Linked DNA regions of Mus musculus: all the other regions are linked to region 1. Evidence: chromatin contacts called from public Hi-C and promoter capture Hi-C data. All regions are on one chromosome and are shown on one strand. The core of a region is the stretch at or near the end of the contact, and the rest is flanking DNA. Distances in the headings are between cores, read along the strand shown.

Region 1 (2,939 bases), core at 183-2,682:
CGATCAAGAGAAGAAAAAACTTTATTCAGGGTACAAACACACACAAAATGAGACAGCAATAAGAGTCACGTGTTAGGTAATTAAAATGTTTTATGCCAAAAGAACACACTTATGTTTTGATAGAAATGAAAAGGTTTAAAGGAAACTAATTGGAACTTGTTTTCAGTCTAGTCACAGAGGCTAGCCATTTATCGTCCTGCTTAGTGATTATAATTTCCTGTTTATGTACTTGACGCTATAGTCCTAGTTGTTTCCAAGGCAGTAAGCGGTATGACAAAAGTCTTCAATGGTACTTCATAAAAGGTTACAATTTGTAACTGCATTACATAAAAGTGTTTGATATTTATAGTCAATTTATACACTGTATATGTGTTGTACTACTTAACCTTGATAGTTAACAGAATCCAACATCACAAAGCAAAAGTTGATCTATACACTTCTGTAAGAGCATAGTCTAAGAGGCAGAAGGATTCCAAGTTTGTGGCCACCCTAGGCTACGTAGGGAGTCTCTGTCTTCAAAACAATAACAAACGCTACAGGTTGTATCTCTCATCTTCCGCCTCTTTGGAACTCTTTCTTTGGGATGCTAATTTGAACAGCACGCTGGAGTCTGAGTGTATAGTCGTTATAACGACAGAGTAACCGAAGCACAGAAGAGGAAACAGCTCTCCGAAGGCAGAAAGGTCAGTTATCCGAAGAACTCTGAACCTGAAAAAACAGTCCGGACGGAAGTGCAACTTAAAAGCACAGGCTAAGCACAGGCGAGCTGCAAAATGCAAGTTATTCTGTTAGCTTGAACAGGCAGGGGTGGGGTGGGTTAGGGGGAGTAGACTGCACATGTGAATAAGGATGTCAGCCTGCCCCTCTCTCTGAGCGCTGGTAACAGAGAGGATCTGTGCCATTTGGTAGCTGGGAGGATCTTTGTGGGGTCTTTGTGAGGACGACAGGAGAGTGAGGCTAGATAAGGAGCCGGGTTGCAGGGCAGTAGTAAGCGAAGAAATGTGGCTTGTTGGGCCTCCCTGGTTGCCTTGGCGACGGGGTAGGGGAGCGGGGAGCACGTAGCAGTCCGGGGGCGTGGTCTTACAGGCTGCCTGCCCCGCCCCCTCACGGGCAGCGCTCTCTCAGGCCCCGCCCCTCTTCTTCTGCCTCAGCCTCCCCTCTCCCCTCTCCCCTCTCCGGTCCAGCCCTCCTCCTCACGCCCCGCCTTTTCTCGTACCTCAGCCTTCCGGCTTCTCTCACGCCCCGCCCTCCTTACGCCCCGCCCTTCCCTCACACCCCGCCCCCTTTCTCCCTAAGTTCCTCGCCGCCAACCGTCAGACCGGGCTTGCGCTCCGCAGAAGCAGGGAGCTCGAGGCCTCGAGGTGGCCGGTCGGGTGCCGTGGTAAGGTAGCTGCGCGGGGTCGCGGTCTCGGGTGCAGTGAGAGCCGACAGGGTCTCGCAGGTGCGGCCGCGGCCCCCGCGGACATGCGGCCGGTCTCTTAGGGCTAGGTGTTGTTAGCAGGTATGCGGACGGAGTGCGCCTCGGGGTACAGGGAAGGGTCGTTCTCCTTGAGGACCTGGATCGACTCCTGTTCCTTCTGGAACTTTCCATGGCCTTATGGTCACACGTGGAAGCAGCCCAATCACTTTGTACAGCTGTTTTCCACTTTGTACACTGTCCCTGTTCTCCAGGGGCAGTGGCGGGAAACCTGGGTCTTCGTGACTGCAGAGTCACTTGCAGAATTCTTTGAGTCCAACAGGACTGCTCCCTGCTCACTTTTGTTCCGGCCTGGCTCCTGGGAATCTCTGGAAGAGATGGGAAACTGTGGGGACAGACAGTGGAGTCTCGGGCTGTCACCAGTATTTCGTCCCACATGAGACTGTGTGACTGTAGCCTCTTGATAATCCACTTCAGGTCCTAGACTTTCCACCTCAGCAACAGCCTCCTTTCCCACAACACTTGCAGAAGTCCCCAATTGAGCGGTCCTAGGCATTGCTCCTGTTAAATGTCAGGTTGGCTTTAAGGTCACGGGAATGCAGAAAACAAGTAAGTGGTGTGGGCTGTTCCTCGGTGTGTTTTGGCTGATAACTACATAAGAAAAAAAGGTCCAGAGTGTTGAATCTTCCCAGAGGGTGAGTTAGACAGGGCTGCTAATGTGTGTATACCTATGGTCTATGGGAGTGGGAAAGTTGAGGCAGAGATCTGAAATGCCAACCTCTGTGCCACGTTTTTCATTTTTTTAAAGATGTATTTTTATTTTATGTTAATTTAGTATTTTGCCTGCCTGTGTGTAAGGGCACCATGTGGGTGCCTGATGCCTGTGGTGGCTAGAAGGGGTTGTGGGATTCCCTGGAACTGGACTTACAGAAGGTTTTGAGCAGCCATGCAGGTGCTGGGACCTGGACACTGGCAGCAAGTGCTCTAAGGCCTAGCCATCATTCCAGTCCCATATTTTAAATTTTAATACAGTTATCTATTCATTTTAGTTGAGTGTGAACTACATTTAGAGGCTGTTTACCCTCTAAATGTAGTTGTTAAAGATTTATTTGATGTATCTACAAGGCCTTTGCTTGCTGTTTTAGTTTCGGGGGTGACTCTGTTCTTCTGTATTAGAGTGATCCACTTTAAAACTCTAGAATCTAAAGCTGGTGTGGTGGTGCACACCTTGAATTCTAGCACTCAGGAGGCAGAGGCAGGCAGATCTCTGTGAGGTCTCCATAGAGAGCTCCAGGCCAGCCAGGGCTATGTAGAGAGACCCTGACTTAAAATACAAAAACAAACAAACCTATAGCATCCATTTAAAAGGGCCTTTTTCGAAACCACCTATCCCCAGAGGGCATGGGGTTAACTGTATGGCCTTACAAGCCAAATACTGGCCACCTAAAAAGTTAGCTCTTAATCTCTGGAGCCTGGAAGTGTCTTTGAGAAAGGTTTTGCATATGTGACTTAAATCAAGAAT
Region 2 (2,939 bases), core at 250-2,749, 250 kb before region 1:
ACCAACGTATAGTTTTGCCCTTCAGACCCCATTTCTCCCCCACCCCATTGCTAATTTCTTGTATAGCTTTTCCCAGGACCCCAGGATCCTATTATGTAAATACAAACCTATATAAAGGTGTTAGGGTGGCCCACAGGTAGGGAGCTTGACCAGTATGCTCAAATCCCTGGATTCTACCCCCAATACCAAACAGCAAAAGAGATAGATTGGTGGGAAGAAAGGTATTTATCTGCAGTAATACGACCCCAGAGGAACATACAGTCCTTTCTGGATGGGGACATTCTTTTTATTATATGTCACATGCTCACAAAGTACACTGGGGACTTTTGCTTTGCTGACTGAATCAAGAGAGTGAAGCCTGCTAACAATGGACAGACAGATGACTAACAGGTAAGGTAATCCCCTTTCCCTGTACTGGGTCTGACCACACTGACCCACAACTGTCTACACATCTCTTCCCTCCCATGTAGTTTATTTCTCCTCACCCTCCATCCTGAAACATGTTTGTAGACAAAAACATAAAATAGTATAATTAAACAGAGGGGATTTGCAATGGTTTGTTTTTAACTTAGTCAAAATGTACCAAAATGTTCTTTTTCTCAGTATTTCAATCCTGCTCTTTCCCCCTCAACACACACACACACACACACACACACACACCCTTCTACTGTGCATGCTGCCCAAACCTCTCTATCGGCACAGCTAGAATAACCCAAAGACTGTCAGTTTGGAAGCTTGGGAGAGCCCAAATAGCAACCAAAATATTTCAGATTCAAGCGAATTAATGTTATACAGCGCTTTATAAATATCCAGTTGCATTTGTGTGTGTGTGTGTGTGTGTGTGTGTGTGTGTGTGAGTGAGAGAGAGAGAGAGAGAGAGAGAGAGAGAACACATTGCTCTATTAATAGAACTGGTATCAAACTCGTAACACTGAAGAAGCTAAAATCCCTTTCGGAGTAAATCTATGCACAGTGCTGGGGCTTTCTCTTCATTATTCTCTCTCTCCCCATTAAAAGCAGAGAATACAAATAAGAAACTGAAGAGATAAGAAAAAAGGTAAATACCACTCTAAAAATAGTTAAGAGAAATGTATTCTTGAAAAATCATACTAAAAAAACCCACCTGATCATTAAAATAAAGTTTTAACATAACTGGAACCCCAATAAAAAGTACAGTCTAGGTCTGAGGGCAGAGCAGCTGAAAATTAGGAAACTTCTAGAACACCAGCTCCGGTTCCTTCCCTACCTACCAATATTTCCATACTAAAATTTACAACAACAGGGAGGAGTTTCACCAACACAGCTGGCTAACACAGGACTGGCCATCAGGATAATAAGAGTGAGCTCTCAGTCACTTTCCGAGGACAGAATGCCAGATAAGACCTGAAAAACCAGCCCTGTGGTCTCTGGCATCGAGGGCCTTTCTGAATGTTTCTCTTACCATTTATGTGGCCCGGCAACAAATAGCAATCAGGACGAAAATCAATAAGCAAGCCGGCCAGAGCCTTAGGTCATTACCCAGACAGCTCCATTTACCTGTTCTTTGCCTAGGCATGCTGCCCGTGCCAAAGCACCCCCACCCCCGGATCGGGGCTCCGCACTAAGGGTAACTGACAGAACTTTGAAATCACAATTGTAGAGGGTAGAAGCAGGATTGAAAAGTCTGTGAGGGAAGGGAAGGAAAGGAAGTGGCCAGGCTCTCAACGGTGCCAGAGTGCAGTCATGCACAGAGGTCCGGTGAGCCAACACTTCCTTTCATGGGCAAAGATGACTTTAAAGCTTAATGAGAAGGCTGGATCTTTCCCTTAAAATCGGAAGATACTCAGAGCTGCCCTCCGCTCCTCTCTCCTTACCTTGTGTGTAAAGGGGTTGGGGGGAGCGAGGAGAAAAAGGCGGGTGTAGTCGGGCGCCCAAACCAAAAGCAGACCAGAACATCCACGGCCTGAGTCCACAGAAGGTGTATTGTCCGTATCGCAGGAAGCTTAGGAGTGCAGAGAGAAAAGGGAACTGATTCCAGGAATCTCTGAAGTTATGACTGGGAGAAATCCCTGCAAATACATATCGGGCACAAACCACAAGTCCAGGAGCTCAGTGAACACAAGCAGGACCAGGTCAAATGGCCCCACGGAAGCAGGCATGTCCACACTACGGAAAACTGACGGAAGAAAGAGAAAGGCCAGCCGCGGTGATCCCAAATCCATGCTCAGGCCTAAAATGCAGTGTGCCACAAATAAATAAAAAAATAAAATTAACAAAAAAAAAAAGGAAGAAAAAAATGGGTTGGTCTTTAAGGGAAGGAGACAGGATAATGGAAGATAATATGATTAAAGTACATTATATGTACTTTGAAATGTACACAAGTGGAAAAAGAAACTGTAAAAGAATACCTATTATTATTATTATTATTATTACTATTAGCACATCTGAGAGAGGCCTAGAGGAGAGAATTTACCCATAAAAGAGCAAAGGTAAGACTGGCACACACCATCCCCTCAGAAGCCATGTAGGCCAGAAGGGAGCAGAGGGAGGTATCAATTGTCCAGAGAGGAGGCAGCGAGAGGGGGGACAGTAGGCAAAGCCTGGTGGCAGATATGTATGACATGCCCTATTACCCAGGAGGTGGTGGGGCACGCCTTTAATGCCAGCACTCAAGAGGTAGAGGCAGGCTGATCTCTGTGAGTTCGAGGCCAGCCTGGTCTATAGAATGAGCTACACAGAGAAACCCTGTTGAAGGGGGGGGGGTGCCCTAATTAATATCATTATCCTGCATGCTGTATAAAAGCAAAATACAAAAAAAATGCAAAAAACAGAGTTCAGAGAAAAACTTAAGCAGCCTTGAATTCTATGCCATGTGGAGAGAGCATATTTGCAGGCGACGAAGAGAAGCCATGCGTGGTTGGGGCACAGTACTGTAACCCCAGCACTTGGGAGATGGGCAG
Region 3 (2,939 bases), core at 313-2,812, 190 kb after region 1:
CTTCAGTTTTTCTCGGTCCTTGGATGCCAGTTGATGGAGCTCACCATGACCTCCCACAGTCTCCCTGCTTGCCTTAAGAACTCAAGGTGACTGACCGGGAAGCTCATGGTCCAGGGCATTATGCTTTCTATGTTATGGTTCCTTGAGGGTAGGGATGCTAGCTATAAAACCCAGTTTAATTTACATCCCAAGTGAACAGCAAAGTAATTATCTTAGTATTTGTGCATATGATGTTACCGTTCACTTCCTGCTATCAGTTGTTACCGTCTGGTCATAGCTCTCTGACACCCCCCCCCCTCTTTTTTTTTTTTTTTTTTTTTGGTAATTATTTCCATATAAGTTGCAGATATCACAACACTTTGTCACCAAATCCTTCAGATGCCTCTGTAAAGACTAAATCATTTTCTGGGCTGGAGAAATAGCTCAGAGGATCTGGGTTTGATTCCCAGCATCCACACAGGAGCTCCCAATCATCTGTAACCAGTGCCAGGGAATCCTGAACCCTCTTCTGACCTTGGGTATCAGGCATACATGTAGTGTAACAGATATACACGTAGGCAAAACTCCAATACAAATACTTTTTTTAGAAATTAATATATATGTGTGTATATATATTTAAAAGATTAAATTCTAAAATTTAAAATTTAAAAGATTCATTTTCTATGTAGTTCATGTAATATCTGGGACATAATTATACTTAAGAAACTGTTGTTTCCATGAAAGATGATTGTATTTGCTAAATCTGGTCACTGCAGCAGGCTGTATGGTAAGCAAACCTGGGCTTTGCTACACTGTAGACCAGGGCTTGTCCAGACATGATTTAACATACTGGCTTGCAACTTGCAGAAGTCTGTGCTTTTGTTTCTTTGTCTACAAAATTGGAGTTTTCTTTCCATTGCTCTTTTGGTGTTTGACTTCGATACAAATTGCAAAACTGGAAATTCTTATCTTGTAGGACCTATACTTAAAGCTCAGATACAATGAGGCCTCTAGCACAGCCCCAGAGTCTGGCAGGTACCCAGTAGGCAGCTGGCTGTGCTGGCAGCGTGACTGTTTGTGAGCCGATGCAGGAAAAGATAAAGATAAAGACACACTGCTTTTAGAAATGTCGGCAGTTGCATATACAGCTTCTCTTTGCTCTCTTGTTCCCCCTTAGTCACATGCACAAAACACACATGGATGTACACACACACACACACACACACACACATGCACACATGCACACATACACATACACAGAAACATACAGATACAAACACACAGACGTACATGTACACATACATACACACATGCACAGACACATAGACACACATATTTAGACACACACACACACACACACACACACACACACACACACAAGGCCCAGGGCCTCTTCTGGGATTTACAGAGGGCTCCTTGACTAGCCTAACCTGCAGCTATATGACACAGAACAAACATACAAGAACTTTATAGAAACTGGGGGAGGTTTTGAGACTATGAAAGAGAACAGAACAGTGTATTCAGATGGCGTCGGTTCTAAGTAGTCAGGGCAGAGAGGTGCCATGGGTCAGGCTGACCACAGGGAGAACACCAGGGTGTGCCAGAGTCCGCTACCAACGGTGACGCAGGCAAGCTGTCAAGGACTGTTTCAGTGCTAGCCAGGAGTGTTTTCATTTGCTCTGTTTAAGGAGACGGGGTTTCTAAAGGCTTATTTTTATCCTAAACCTCAGAAAGACAAGTTTAGAGATGCCCGAGAAATCTGGCTTCCACCCTTTCTGGAAGGAGTTCTGCCTTCTTTCTTTCTGGAAAGTCCCCCCACTTTGTATTTTTTATACCTTGGGTTGCCAGAGCTGGCTGAAACCAAGTGGTATAAACCCAGCTGCTTACCCAGCTGTTCAGCTCTCCCTTGCAGGAGGTTCTGGGGGGGGGGGGTTGTAATTTTGTAGATGATCTTTTTAACATATAAGTGAGATCCCAAGTCCTTTCTTCTCTGTACAGAACTTCCCTCCCCCATGCTGGACCATAGCTGGCCTCCAGGTGAGGCCCTCTGCTCACTGGCTGATACGGCCACTCCTAGGCACCCCCACTTCTCCTGACACTGTTCTCTAGCCTTGACCACTCCTCCCAGGGAATGAAACTTAAGCCTAACCCTTGAGACTCCTGCAAACAAAACATCCCTATTAGCTTTTGCCCTTGGCAACAGTCCCTTCTCCATTTACAGTAATGCTTTCAAGTAGCCTCTCCAGACCCAAGCCAGATTTGTGTTGCCCACTCCCAACTCCTCCAACCCTCCAACTTCCAGGAATTGAGTTTAGAGCCTTCCACGTGCTAGGCAAGGTAAATGCTACACTGTTTCGAGAAGTCAACAGCCAACTCAGCTGGTTACATGCTGAAGAGCTGAATTTTCCGGTTTAGTTTGCTGATTTCATCCCTAATGACTTCCGTTATTAGGTGTTTCCTGTGCTGACCACTCCATTCTTTGTTTTGTTTTGTTTTTTTCGAGACAGGGTTTCTGTGTGTAGCCCTGGCTGTCCTGGAACTCACTTTGTAATGACCACTCCATTCTTAAGTGATACCTCTGTGCTGTCCAATGGAAAGTACAGGTTTCTTCCAGTACAGGTTTCCTCGGGGCGTTTGTGGAGAAGAAACAGTTATTGCCCTGCCTTTTTCTAGAAAGTTTTGGACCAGAAAAAGCGATCTCTGGAAGATGAAGTAATTATTATTTCCAGGTTCTCCACTCTCATAATTCCAACACTGGTTTAAAGTAGCTTAAGTTCCTGGTACAGTTTCTAGGCATTGGATGAATAGTTTCTGATAGACTGTCAAAAACCGTATACGAGAGATGTATAGGAAGAGACGTTCTTGTAATTCAAGTGTATACCTAGTCTGCTTTCTTCAGCTTACTGCCCCTCTGCCCTCAGCTAGTTTAGGCTTGAGGTCAGGAAATAAGATAAAGCCAG
Region 4 (2,939 bases), core at 206-2,705, 170 kb after region 1:
GGAGGAGGAGGAGGAGGAGGAGGAGGAGGAGGAGGAGGAGGAGGAGGAGGAGGAGGAAGGAGGAGGAGGAGAGGGAGAGGGAGAGGGAGAGGGAGAGGGAGAGGAGAGAGAGAAATCTGTGCAGGTGCAATTGTCCTGAGTCTAACTAACTATGTAGTACACCAGCAACAGTGTAACTTTCATCTAAATTCATTTTTTTCATTGCACATACCTCCCCCCCCCCATTTTCTTTTAGATTTTATTTTACTCTGCTGGGTTTTTTCCTTTATCTATTTTTTCAATTTTAAGACAGAGCTTCTTTTGTGTGCTTCTATTTTGCTTGTTTTCTTTCCTCTTTTGAGACAAGGTCTCCCTCTATGGTACAGGCTGCCTCCAGTGTCACGATTATTTGAGTGTTTTCCATCCTGGTGGGCTGACTCCTTAATGATAAGGACACTGGCCTGGCCAAGAAAATGTCAGTTCAGATCTTCCCCTGCAGATGGCATTAGTGACTGATGAGCCTCTCAGCTGTTGAACACGACTGAAATCTATCCCAAGCTGGTAAAGACTAACTTCTCAAGGTTGCTCCCAGTCCGCTGATTAAGCACAACAGGGATATTTAAGGCAGGTCTACATCTGAGATATGTCAGAATTTGGGGACATGCCAGTTTGCCTCAAGGACTACTCTCTCCCCACGGCTTTGCTGAACTTGTAGGTATTACTTTGCACCCAGCTTCCCTACTTGCCTTTTCCCATTAACGAAATCACACCCCACCCCCCACATCCCAACTCCAGTTCCTCTTACAACCTGTACAGCACTTCTTTCTGCTTCATAATAGGGCTGCCGCGTGTTTGTGTGTCTGTATGTGTGTGCCAGTCACGGAACTAACCCTTATTCAACTGATGATGACAAAATAGACAACAAACACCTGCTCTACTTGACTTGCTTCTCTGTTAACGCCCTTTATCAGGACACAGAGCCTTTCAAAATCTGATCTCCGAGGGCTTGGCACCACAAACCCTACAGCATAAGGCCTAGACTACTCAACAGTTAACTCCCTTGCCTTCAGTCTGCGGAGGCAAACGCCTCCTCCTCACTTTCTTGAGGACACACTCTGACTTATTCCTGAAGACCCAGTTCAACCCAACAAGGCTCTGCAGGTACAAATCAGGCACAAGTCAGCAGGCACCTTGTAAAAGCATTAGTTACATTGTACTTAAATCTTCCAAGGAACTCGGGAGATCCTCTGGAGTAAGGGAAACCGCGCGTCCAGCCGGGGTTCCCCATGCTTGGCCCACCGTGGGCCCTCAGCAGAGATCTGAAGGAGAAAGAAAGCGGCAGAGCGAATGGGGAAGGGCGATTTCAGTTCCCTGGATGACCGCGCCGCCTGCAGGGAGAGGATGCAGGCGCAACCCCGCCGAATCGCAGGGGCCGCTGCAGGGCACATGACTGAAGGCCTCCGCCCGGCCCCTCCCGCTTCCCGGCGCAGTCGCCAGCCGTCACCATCACCGCCGCCGCGGCTTGCTGGCGAGCCCCACCAGCCCGCGTCACCGCTCTGCGCGCTCCCTGCACCTCCCTGGCTGCAGCAGCCGGAGAAAACGAAAGCCAGGCGGCCCCGGCACTCGCGATCGCACCGGCTCTGCTGCTCATTCCGGTATCTACTCCAGGGCTGTGCGCACTGCGCGGGCAGCGGCTGAACACGCACGGAGAAGGTGCGGGAGCCGCAGGGGCCCCGGGCTTTGGGCGGCTGCTGCTCGGCCTTGGCGGAGGCTTGTTCCAGCTCGCCGTTCGGTCCCAGGCCTGGCCGGTGAGCTGCGCGCAGTATGGGCAGATGCTGCTTCTACACGGCGGGGACGCTGTCTCTGCTGCTGCTGGTGACCAGCGTCACGCTGCTAGTGGCTCGAGTCTTTCAGAAGGCGGTAGACCAGACGATCGAGAAGGTGAGGCAGGCTAGTGTGTGTGTGTGTGTGTGTGTGTGTGTGTGTGTGTGGTGTCTTTCTAGGCCACCCTCCCATTGCGGACCCTGTGTGGGGAGAGTTGCGTTGGCGCCGAGCCTGCAGAACACAGCTCTTGTTTGCCTCCCCGGGTTGGCAGGATGTGGAGACTTGAGGTGACTCTTCCTTTTAAATAACCTGTAAGTCTACAGATCTCGACTTTGTAGAAAAGCCTTGCGTTTCCGTTCTATCCTTAGCAATTCTCCACACCCCTCTACGCACCCGGTCTATGTTGAGCCCTGTTTCCCTCGCACTTGACAAAGAAATAGAAATGCGTAAAAGCACCGCAGAAGAGGCTGGCTTTGTAGGCTTGCCCGCGCAGCCTTTGAAACGGAGTGAGCCTGGGGATGAGAAGTGGGTGAGAGGTCTATTGTGTTCTCCTTCCTGGGCTGGACAGGGTAGGGTAGGGTAGGGCAGGGCAGGGCAGGGCAGGGCAGGGCAGAGCAGATGGCAAACAGTCTAGGCTTTAGGAATGGGTGACATTTTATCCATTGCAGTTAGTGCTTAGCGGCTCTGTGTCTCGCAGACAGCCCTGTCTCTGTTTCATACTTGTGCTCATCAGCCATTACTTGGGTAATTAACGAATTTGGACCTGTCTCCCAGGGTGTTTGATGGGGCCTGAAAACTGGTCATGTGGAAGACTTCTCCATCCTGGGGCCACCCTGGTCACTTTTTTCTTTTACCCTTTCACCCACATTCACCAGGCACGGTGGAAAGAGGAACTGGAGAGAGTTACTAGGGTCACCTTTTCCTTTAAAAATAAAGAGCTAAACAAATGAGTCACTGGGGTAGCCTTTCTCATTAGCATCATTCTTATGCATAATGTCTCGCTGATCTCTGTTGCTGTCTCCCAGGTACAAAAGCTTAGGCTTGAGAGTCTGCTTGGAGTCACTGTATTCCAGATTAATAAAATTAGTTGCCTTATTCCAAATGCCAATAGATGATGTCCCTAAATAGAGATTCGC
Region 5 (2,939 bases), core at 151-2,650, 150 kb after region 1:
TGTCTTCCAGCCGCAAGATCTGAATCACAGGTGAGCCTTCTAATTCTGGATTGTAGTTCACTCCAGATATAATCAAGTTGACAATCAGGAATGGCCGCTCCAACTGCTAAGTAATCCTTCTTTAGATTTATAAAGGTTCACAACCGCTGATCGCCTTCAGATAAAATAGGAGTATGGGATGTGTTCTCTGTTCTTTAATTCTATGTCTTCACTAACACAAAGCCTGTAAATTGCTGGGATGCTTAACTCACAGGAAAGTAAGAAGTTTGTAGTTGTTTTCTCATGTAATTGATCACAGCAGTAAAATTGACCAATATACTGCTCTTAAGTTCTCTGAGCATGCAGTGTTGTGGTGTAGACGGTTGTGTGTCCTGCCCCATTAACATGCTGAAGTCTTAATCCCCTGCTCACCCCCAAAGTGATGGTTCTGGGAGATCAAACCTTTGGATGGTGATAGGTCACGATGACAGAGGTCATGAGGAATAGTGACCTTATAATAGATGTCTTAGAAAGTTAGCTAGCCCCTTCCACTATATGGAGGCACAGAAGCACGCACCAGCTATGAACCAGAAACTGGGCCATCACTGGGTTAAAAAACCTGCTGCCACCTTCATCTTAGAACTCCCAGCCTTGGGCGCTGTAAGAAATAGATTTTCTGCTGTTTGTAAGAGATGTAGTTGTTTTGTTTATTTGTTTGTTTGTTTGTTTTGGTTTTTCGAGATAGGGTTTCTCTGTATAGCCCTAGCTGTCCTGGAACTCACTTTGTAGACCAGGCTGGCCTCGAACTCAGAAATCTGCCTGCCTCTGCCTCCCAAGTGCTAGGATTAAAGGTGTGCACCACCACACCTGGCATGAGATGTAGTTTTAAGGGTTTTGTTACAGCAGCTCAGACAGATGCAGTCAGGCATTTTCATATTGACCTTTATAAGGATAAGAAGGTTTAATCAATTAATAAGATTGTTCCTCAACGTGATAAATTATGCTGCCTAGTGAACTCTTGCTCACCTTTACCTCCACTCTTCTACAGAAGAGCCACTCTCCTATTGTTTGTTGAGATGAGGTCTCTGTAGCCCAAACTGACTTCAAACTCCCAATGTAGGGGAATATGGCCTTAATTTGATCTTTCTGTCTCCATCTCCCAAATTTCTGCATTAAAAGTGTATGCCACCTGGCCCTCTGGGCTTCAGGATAAGTGGAGGTAGAGGTGAGCAAGAGTCTAGCCAGGTAGCATAATTTATCACGTTGAGAAACAATCTTATTTTGTACATTGTATTTTCCCTCCCATTTTTCAGGAGGCTTAAAAATCAATTCTCTCAAGCTTGTATGCCCTAGGTTTCTGCTTCATGCATCCCAGAAGGGAACCAGCGGACCAGTAGCCTTGGACCCAAAACTGAAACCACAGAGCCCAAACCGTCCTTTCCTTAGGCTGTTTGTCTTGGTCTCTATCTAATCACTACATACTATTGACTACCACAACTCTCTTAACCCCAGCTTGGCTATCTGCCAGTCCCCTGCCACATCCGTATTCTTGCTGAAACAGCCACTGGCCACGTCTGGGTCTCACAAGACTCACTTTGACCCATGACTCTCTTCATTTTCTTCCTTCTTGTCTCTCCTTCAGAGAGACTCTCATTTCAACAACTTCTCCTAGTGAAGTGACTCATTAAAGAATGAATACAAACCTTCACCTGCTGCTCGTTCAACCGATGTTGCAAGGTCCAGGAAACCAGACAGCTCTGAGATTTTGCAACATGCTGGCATTGCCTTGTTGAGTTCAAAAGCCACCTCCACCAAGAATCCAAACCTCATTTTGCTCCTACAAAAACGAAAATCTGGAGAGAACCGGCTTTATGTCAGAACCTGAGAAATGTTAACAGCCTTGAGAAGCATTCTAAACACACAGTATTTCCAGCAAACTCACCACTTTTCCTTTGTTTCCAATAGATTCGGAGAGCTGGAGGCCAAGCTGTGGTTAATAACTTCCCAGCCTGCACAGGTGCCAGGTTTATTTCAGTTTCAGCTTCACTCCCGACTGGCCATAAGATGCTGGGTTGCTTTAACCACTTATCTATATCTGTTTTCTCATTTTGAGAATAGGAATGGAACATCATCTTCATAGGGTCATGGAAGGGTTAAATGCAGCACAACATAGGGAGATCTTACTATATGGATATCTGCTGTTAGGCTTTTATTGCCCCTCCCCCTGCCCCGAGGCATTAAACACAGGCAGAGCATTAGTAGAGTGTTCTACCATTGAACTACATTCCCAACTCATATTTTTTTGTTTGTTTCTTTATGGGGACAAAGGGGCTAGAGAAATAGCTCAATGGTTAAGAGCACTGGCTGCTCTTCCAGAAGATCTGGGTTCAATTCCTAGCACCAATGTGACAGCTTATCTAGGACTCTAGTTCTAAAGGATCGGATGCCGTCCACAGGAATCAGGACACAATGCAGGCAAAACACCCATAAACACAAAGTTTTCAAAATGGGACCAGGTTGGAGAGATGGCTCAGAGGTTCAGAGCACTGACTGCCCTTCCAGAGGTCCTGAGTTCAATTCCTAGCAACCACATGGTGGTTCACAACCATCTGTAATTGGTTCTAATGCCCTCTTCTGGTGTGTCTGAAGACAGCTACAGTGTACTCATATACATGAAATAAACAAGTAAATCCTATAAACAAAAAACAAAAACAAAAAAGCAGAGGCCACAATATGTGGCTCAGGCTGGCCTTGAATTTGACGTTCTCCTACCTCAGGCTCTCAAGCGCTGGGGTTACAGGCATGTGTCACCACAGCTGGGTTCTTCTCATTTTTTTTCTCCCCTGCTTCTTCATTCACTATACTCTCCTGTATTCCACCCCAAACACATGTTCTGTTAGTCAGAGGCACTAGGCTAGCATACCTAAAGCCCTAGATTTGAGTCAACCTAGGACTCACAC

What was found. Promoter capture Hi-C pulls out the DNA fragments that hold promoters and counts their contacts. Hi-C and Micro-C count contacts between places; a contact is called where the count stands out from the background.
Region 2: a contact with region 1 is called in a promoter capture Hi-C map of liver, with 9 times the contacts expected there. The contact joins the enhancer-like site here to the promoter of Ccdc158 in region 1. A contact is called at or near these places in 21 of 39 promoter capture datasets (the 3T3-L1 cell line, 3T3-L1-derived adipocytes, the HPC-7 cell line and 12 more), 1 of 15 datasets of contacts at CTCF or cohesin (the NIH/3T3 cell line), 9 of 484 Hi-C or Micro-C datasets (the C2C12 cell line, the HL-1 cell line, embryonic stem cells and 3 more), 14 of 115 datasets of contacts at active chromatin or transcription factors (embryonic forebrain, embryonic midbrain, embryonic stem cells and 5 more) and 3 of 9 other capture datasets (adipose tissue, liver and pancreatic islet).
Region 3: a contact with region 1 is called in a promoter capture Hi-C map of liver. The contact joins the enhancer-like site here to the promoter of Ccdc158 in region 1. A contact is called at or near these places in 6 of 39 promoter capture datasets (the 3T3-L1 cell line, cranial neural crest, frontonasal cranial neural crest and 3 more), 1 of 484 Hi-C or Micro-C datasets (embryonic fibroblasts) and 2 of 115 datasets of contacts at active chromatin or transcription factors (embryonic limb bud and microglia).
Region 4: a contact with region 1 is called in a Hi-C map of pre-megakaryocyte-erythroid progenitors, with 2.2 times the contacts expected there. The contact joins the promoter of Scarb2 here to the promoter of Ccdc158 in region 1. A contact is called at or near these places in 9 of 39 promoter capture datasets (the 3T3-L1 cell line, Sertoli cells, cranial neural crest and 6 more), 21 of 484 Hi-C or Micro-C datasets (LSK cells, bone marrow-derived dendritic cells, cerebral cortex and 15 more), 17 of 115 datasets of contacts at active chromatin or transcription factors (bone marrow-derived dendritic cells, bone marrow-derived macrophages, cardiomyocytes and 12 more) and 3 of 9 other capture datasets (adipose tissue, liver and pancreatic islet).
Region 5: a promoter capture Hi-C map of liver shows a contact between it and region 1. The contact joins the enhancer-like site here to the promoter of Ccdc158 in region 1. A contact is called at or near these places in 4 of 39 promoter capture datasets (the 3T3-L1 cell line, 3T3-L1-derived adipocytes, liver and 1 more), 2 of 115 datasets of contacts at active chromatin or transcription factors (craniofacial prominence and microglia) and 2 of 9 other capture datasets (adipose tissue and pancreatic islet).

Annotation. Positions count from the first base shown.
Region 1 is chr5:92,673,620-92,676,558 of GRCm38.p6, reverse strand. Ccdc158 (coiled-coil domain containing 158) reads left to right here and starts at 1,432. Exons shown (of 25, transcript NM_001360018.1): 1 at 1,432-1,501.
Region 2 is chr5:92,926,596-92,929,534 of GRCm38.p6, reverse strand. All of the region lies in intron 3 of Shroom3 (shroom family member 3), which reads right to left. Among named protein-coding and RNA genes, the nearest start is that of Gm36764, 81 kb to the left of the region's middle. Within about 2 kb of position 1,499, at least 10 of the 459 cell types and tissues checked have an H3K27ac peak or open chromatin away from gene starts, as enhancers often do. A contact at or near this core is called in liver, where this site is marked.
Region 3 is chr5:92,487,809-92,490,747 of GRCm38.p6, reverse strand. The region is part of intron 1 of Scarb2 (scavenger receptor class B, member 2); the gene reads left to right. Among named protein-coding and RNA genes, the nearest start is that of Scarb2, 16 kb to the left of the region's middle. Within about 2 kb of position 1,562, at least 125 of the 459 cell types and tissues checked have an H3K27ac peak or open chromatin away from gene starts, as enhancers often do. A contact at or near this core is called in liver, where this site is marked.
Region 4 is chr5:92,504,173-92,507,111 of GRCm38.p6, reverse strand. It overlaps Scarb2 (scavenger receptor class B, member 2), which reads left to right and starts at 1,455. Exons shown (of 12, transcript NM_007644.4): 1 at 1,455-1,920. The coding sequence starts at 1,804.
Region 5 is chr5:92,523,717-92,526,655 of GRCm38.p6, reverse strand. No RefSeq gene overlaps it. Among named protein-coding and RNA genes, the nearest start is that of Scarb2, 20 kb to the right of the region's middle. Within about 2 kb of position 1,400, at least 35 of the 459 cell types and tissues checked have an H3K27ac peak or open chromatin away from gene starts, as enhancers often do. A contact at or near this core is called in liver and microglia, where this site is marked.